Regions from separate parts of the Xenopus tropicalis genome. Here region 2 is linked to region 1. Evidence: chromatin contacts called from public Hi-C data. All regions are on one chromosome and are shown on one strand. Each heading gives the region's core, a stretch centred on a gene start, on an enhancer-like site or on the middle of the called end of the contact. The rest is flanking DNA. Distances are from core to core; before and after follow the strand shown.

What was found. Hi-C and Micro-C count contacts between places; a contact is called where the count stands out from the background.
Region 2: a Hi-C map of gastrula embryo shows a contact between it and region 1, with 2.4 times the contacts expected there. The contact joins the promoter of phka2 here to the promoter of ppef1 in region 1. A contact is called at or near these places in 2 of 5 Hi-C or Micro-C datasets (gastrula embryo and neurula embryo).

The regions. Positions count from the first base shown.
Region 1 is chr2:45,004,472-45,008,170 of UCB_Xtro_10.0, forward strand. It overlaps ppef1 (serine/threonine-protein phosphatase with EF-hands 1), which reads left to right and starts at 2,387. Exons shown (of 17, transcript XM_031896748.1): 1 at 2,387-2,621.
Region 2 is chr2:45,137,389-45,140,779 of UCB_Xtro_10.0, forward strand. phka2 (phosphorylase b kinase regulatory subunit alpha, liver isoform) reads right to left here and starts at 1,857. Exons shown (of 33, transcript XM_031896750.1): 1 at 1,570-1,857; 2 at 1-189. The coding sequence starts at 2.

The sequences.
Region 1 (3,699 bases), core at 1,137-3,636:
ACAGGAAGTTCCCGAAACGTTCCCTTACACCCACAATAATATGCCCACGCAACCACAAATCTGTCAGTTAAATCCCACCACAGACTGTGTCAAATAATCACTGCAAGTAATGTACCCTTGTATACATCCGCCGCAAAATAGCACGGCTCTAGAGTTCGAAAGGCAGAGAAGCGGTGTAGTTAGCAGATGTATCATACATTTTGGGGTCAGTGATTACTCCCTACAGGGGGAGCTTCTGCTCTATTTGGAGGGTCCCTGAGCGCTCCGTCAGTCTGCGTGGTAAGCCTTCTGCGCATGCGGACTGAGAGGAAGTGTGTCCCCTGGGGGCGCTGTCTTCTTCTCTTGTGTCATATAATTTCCAAAAGTAGAAGATTGCAGGCTTCATATGTGTTCAATAAAACGTTTCTATGTTTTCCCTCAAAATGGAGACGCCAATTGTAGGAGGTGGCATGGCATGCTGTATAAAACTAGAACTCTGCAAACTCAATTCCTGTTTGGGGTAAAAGTTGCTAGTAAGCAATCACCTTAGCAGGTTAGGTTGTGAAGGGCAGTTAAGGAGTATTAGCCCCCTTCTGCAAGACAGAGCCTTCTGGTAGCTCCAAGCTCATGGCTGTAAGGGGCACATGGAATAACAATGGGCGCACACAACTTTTCTGGGAAGCTCCTATTCTTCCCTTTTCCCAAAAAATATGAGGTAAGCTGGGTGCCCATCAATGTTTTCCTCTCAATTTGTAACTATGAAAGTCTTGTGGTGGCTTCTAGCTGCTGCCAGAGAGTCAATGGGGGTCATTTATCAACACAGGTCAAATTGGCCCATGGGCAGTGTCCCATAGTAACCAATCAGCTGCAGGTAGAACAGTGAATGCAACAATTTGATTGGTTGCCAGGGGGTATTGCCCACAGGCAAATGTGCCCTGTGTTGATATTCAAAAATGTGTGAACAGAATGGCTGATTTATGAAAAGAGCAATTTAGCACCTATATTAGTAAATCAGCTGCAACATATGTATGAACAAAAGCAGGGGCAATGGATGCTGTAGACAAGAACCCCATAGCAACAAACGACAAGGTAGTCTCTGTTGGTCTGTCTATATTTAGAACTGTTGCGAACAAAGTGCCCTTAACCTCAAATACTGACAGATAATAGTGAAAGCAGATATTTATTGGTGCCTGTGGGTCACATTGATAGTGCAAACATTTCCCATGTTTGAACAAAACCCGTAAGGGTTATTATGCTAGGATGTCCAATTGCGGCAATTAAAATGCCCTCAATAAGAGGTAACAGCCTTTATACATTGTTTTAGACACTTTCAATGGGTATTGTGCAATTTTCATTGAAAGGCAGTGCTACTACTGTTGTAAATACCCACTTAGTTCTTTAAATCTTTATGAGGTTTACATTCTGTTTAGATCAAAGTTTATCTAGTTTTATAAGTGTTTTCCTTTCACTTTTGGCTCTCGTTATTTATACTTTTCTAAACAAATTTATATGATTCCACAGTTTTAAAGAAAACAATGTAGGGTAAGAAATACTCTGCCCCTGACTTGAACAACCATGTAATGAAATATCTGACACTTACACATATACAGTAAGTTAATGTTACAATATCCTTTTTGTAATTATTTTAGTTTCTAGCTGTCTTCTAGATAACACTTATTAGGGGTTAATATATGATCACTAATGCAGTTGCAGTCACGCAAATTTTCCCAAAAAGTCAGTTGCGAGACGGTAATGGTGTGGTATGGTATTAGGTACCCATTTATTAAAGGTACATGCATGAAAAGGATTTCCTGTCACTGTCATATAGTCACACTTGGCATTGAACATTCTGCTTCCTGTTCCCAATCGAGCGCAGTTACACCTATTGATTATCGTAACCTCCAGACCAGGAGATAGCTACAAGGTTCCCACAGCAGCCTGTGCCATTTGGCGCAGAGCAAACAATAGACACACACATCACTCACACACCAGAATGCCGGAAATTACACCAACTGAACTTTCAACACAACTGCAACTGATTTGAAACAAAGGACAAAATACAATTGTACTTATTTTAATGAATCAGCTGTAATTCTGTCAGACACAACTCTCAATGCAACAACACTGGAATCATGGGGGGGAATGCTGCATTGTGGGTAAAAACACAAAATTGCACTTTCCTCACTGCATTTGTGAACATTAATGACACCATGAGTTTGGTGTGTAGTCCATACTAAGAGCACAGAAATACTGGATTAGAAAGTAACTAGCAGATTCATAGGCAAAACTGAATATGAAAAGCAGCCAAATGGTTAAATGTGAGTGTCTCATTTGGTATTCATGTGGCTTCATTTGCCTACCAAAAGGATTCTGAAGTAGTCACATGACTGCACAGGCACTGCCAATGATTATGTGCTTTTACTTATTTTTCTACAGGTCGGGTATCCTCCGTAAGATACAGACCTCTAAAATTAACTAGTGCTTTAATGGTGTCAATAGGCCAGCTTGGGATGCGGCACTGCACTGTGTAACACAAGCAGAAATGGCTTAGTAAGGAAATCTTAATGGCCAGTTTATGCAGTTGTGAATAGAAGAGGAGTGGCAGTCTGAAGAGGAGACCATATCTTTCATTAAGGAATACGGTAAATATGAAGCCACAGCCCAATCACTTATCTGCAAGCTCTTTTTCTCCTGTTCTAGGCTGGGAATGAGGAGAAAGCAAGATAGGAAATGTTTTTCCTGAGCACTGTGTTTTCAAAGGAATTCAGCATCGCAACAGCAGGTACAGTGTGTTTCTTAGTGCCTGATACATGCCCTGGTGATTGTGTGAATGGAATTCTGTACATTTTCCCAGCATGTTTGCTTATTACTGACCTGATTCATTCAATGTAGCAGACAGAGAGCCGAAACTCCCACGGCACTACAGTGACTTACTCTATTTAATTGTATTCCCGAAGACCAGCTCATTTACATAGTGTTTGACAAGAAAGATAAACACGTCTGTTTATAAATAGGTAGTGTTTGCTTAAAGGGGACAATCAAAAATGGCATCAAATGGACTGCAGAGTGCCAAGTGAAAAGAAGAGAAATAGTCCACGTAGGAATTCCTGGGCAACCATAAATCATTTATGTCTTTTACATTTTAACAAAGGGTGTGCATGCTGTAAGGTAAGGGAGAAACTTCTGCCCTACTGAAATATTGGGAGCTGCATATTTATTTGTTGTGTTTATATTTTATTTTATATTTATTTTTTAAGATTTTTCTAACAATAGGAGTATGGGAAATGTGACAGATGGAAATGACAGGTAGGAATTAGCCAACAGACAGATGCTAGAAACTCCTACTCTCTGTGATTTAACAGTTTCATTTATAAAATAATTAATTCTTTAAAACCCTTAAAAAATTAAAGTAAATATGGATTATCAGGAATCTTGCCATCTTTCCGCCTAGCTTACCAGCACTGTCCGTAGACATTTCACCAGTACCCTTTTTATTTTACATGTCATAAACTGCATTGCTTGCAGAAGCAGCACAGTCGACTTTGATCTCATTATTGTGATATATCTTATAATGCTTCTATTGGTAGGTATAGTTGTAAACAGTAGTTAATATTAAAGAAAAAAATACAGCCCCATTTCTTAAAAAATGGATGATTTTCAAGTCATTAAGCCCTATATTTAATTGCAAATAGTACAACAATAACATATCAAATGTTGAAA
Region 2 (3,391 bases), core at 607-3,106, 130 kb after region 1:
ATTTTGGCTGTTCTGTCCTCGGCCTCTCAGGCCCTCCTTGGCTTAGAGCTTAGAAGCGTCTGCTGGTCAGATGTCCCTGCCTGTGCTCATTCATTCAGGGTTCGCTGACAGAGGTAAACAGCTGAGGTCCTTAGTCCAAAATAAACAAGTGTCAGATATTGGATTTGTAGCTCCGCCTTTCATGTAACCCTGAAAAGCAAACCACCAACATTTACTCAGGAGATTCCAAAAATAAAGCGCTGAAAGGAATATTCTTAGAAAGGCCATGCACTCACAAACAGACCGAGAGAATATTCATACTAACATAGGCCTGACTGTGCACAAAAAATTTAAAACATAAATATTTGTTGACTTTGGCTGAGGAAGATCGCCAGTATCATTATCAGTCCAGCCCAAGGTACCGCAAAAACTCCTTAAAAGAATCATTTCAGTCAAAGCAGTAGGGCTGCCCTCATTTTCTGGAAAAAAATACTGGCCTTTCTTTATTATTATGTTTGTCCCTGTTAATAACATTAGCATCTAGCATCATTTTTACCAGCCAGGCCAGCAAAATACCAGCCAGGTGGCAACCCTAAAAGCAGCATTAAAGAGATCTGTTTTGCCCTATACTTATGAACAGTTCAGCAAATTTCTGCCATATTTCTGAACATTCTGAGTAACAGGTTTCCAGATAACAGATCCAAAACCTGACTATATTGCAATTACCATGAACTATATATATTTTTTTAGAATATAAGCTTACTTTTTTCATCTATATGACAGTAACAATAGATATATGAAAAAATATTATTCCAAAAGTATTATTATTAACATGTATTTATAAAGTGCCAACATACTCTGCAGTGCTGTACAAATAAGAGGATTTATACTTACAGAATTACATACAAATTAACATACAAAGCAACCAATAACCGATATAAGAGGTGAAAAGGGCCCTGCCTGAAAGAGCTTACAATCTATAAAGTACACCATACAGTAAAATGTATGGATATTATAAGTCAGAGAAATGTTCCATGACTGTATAAAAGCTGATGGCAGGTTCCTTTTATACAGGTCATGGATATTAGAAGTCACCTCAGAGTTCCATGGTGGTATTATATGGCCATGGAACTCCTCAGTGACTTATAATATCCTTGTATGTATGTATGTATGTATAACTTTATTTATAAAGCGCCACAAGGGTACGCAGCGCTGTACAGTCTTACAGAATACAAAATTACGCACAGGGAGGACAAGTGATATAATAAATAAATACAATAAATACATATATGTATATATATATATATATATATAAGTGCCATGTGGTATGAGATACAGTAGGAATATATAAAATGTAAATATATATATATATAGTATTGCACTGGGGCAATATATAAAACACTGCTTATCCCAGTACTAATGAATGTACAGTAGCACAGCAGTAAGGAGTAAGCTCACCCTCAGCTGACCCTGTTAGTCCGTGTGCTGCAGTCTGTCTGTAGCGAATGAATGACAGCACACCATGTATATATAAATATATGTATATAAAAGGTATTTACACACACACAGCCTGCTGCTAATGCTGCTCACCTTGTAGATCCGCACAGATGATTTGCCCTAAGCTTCCCTGCTGATCCGGCAGCGCCTCACAATCCCCCGCACTCAGCAAGGTGACTCTCTGGGCTCCGGGGCTAGCGGCTTATGGCTCACCCAGCGGGCACAGTCGCTCCCACCAAGAATGAAAGCAAAACAGCATCATCTGGCCGCACAGCGTCCCCTTCCTTAGCTGCTCTGGTTATGGCCTCGGCATATATATCATCTGATCTCCCATAGACCTGCCGCTGTTTGTGTGTCATCTGGCACCATCCAGCCCCACTAGCCCCTCCCACCGGCACTGTCTCAAAGGCCCCCCCCCCCCGGGAACCTACAGAGAGTGAGGGGCGAGTAGGATCCGTTCCATTGTATTTCCCGGTGACTGAATATCGCTGCTTTGTTTGGGGTAATGGGATACAGGTTGTGCTGACACACGGGCAGGGGGAGGTACCTTGCCATTTCCTTGTTGATAGCAGAGACACCATTGATACAGTACAACTACAATGCACACTGTTTTGTCCTGTGCAGTACTTAGGGTTTTATGTTCTCTAGAGATGGAAAGCGAATTGAATGTGAGTTATTCCCTAGTGCAGTGGGTTTGGGCTCTCAGGGACCCAGGACCCTCCATTAACCATGATCTACTATCATTCTCTACAAGCACCAACCCCATCAGCTCAAATAGCTTGAATAGTTTTACACTATAAAAGCCCTTTCTGTTTGTTTATGATTTACTTTTAATTTGCTATTGGTTAAATATATATCCTAAAGCTGGCCATACACGTGGAACATCGTCAGATGTGCCACACACCATTCAGGGCTGAATCGGCAGGTAAGGAGGTAGAAACAATAGGATTTCTACCTCCTTCTGCCGATTCAGCTCTGAAGGGAGATTTTGATCAGGCGCCTTCTATGGCGCCCGATCAAAATTTTCCAACTGGTCCGATCGCCGAGTCGGCCGATATCAGCAGCTTCCTGCGATATCGGTCGACTCGCCGACATACCATACACGCACCGAATATCATACGAAACGAGGTTTCGTACGATATTATCGGTGCGTGTATGGCCACCTTTAGGGATGGTTCTTATAAAGCTCATGCAGAGGGCTTTCTTCAGCTTCTGCTTGCTCATTTGACAACACTAAACACTGTTAGGGTGAAGACACACTGAGCTACTAGTAGCAGCTACTTTTTCACAGCTACAAAGCTCCAAAAAAATACCCTGTCATAGACAATACTGAGAACTGCCTCTGCTAAAACACATGTACAGACAGTTATCAGTAAATGATCAGCATTGCCTATTTCAGTAGCCACAACAAGTAGCTGCTACTAGTAGCAACATGTGTCTTCACCCTTACAGTTCCTTTAAAGGCAGTGGCACAGGGGTAGATTGCAAGCATTTTGGTGCCAATGCCATTTCCAGTTCAGCTGGAGGGCACACAAACGCTCACTGTTGCCCTTTCATTGACTTGAATGATAATCACCAGGTCTTTGCAGGTTAGTCCATTACCTGTGTAATAAGGCATTTATCGATAAATTAAATTCAGGGAGAAATGGCTTTGGCTGTCCACCTTCCTTGCTAAAAATTGTGTGGGTGTCAACATGCTCAGAATTTCCTATGTGCCACTTCCATAATAGCTCTGTAGCTGGTAGCCTGGACTGATCTGGACATTCTGCCTTAGGCTATGGTACATGGAAAGATCAGTACTAACTGCAGGTAACAAGTCTACCAAAAATGTTGGCGCACGTGGGTAGTGCAGATCTTCTGTTGGAGTCAGATCTCCCCACCCTGCCCTTTCTCCTTTTGTAAATACATGAGATCT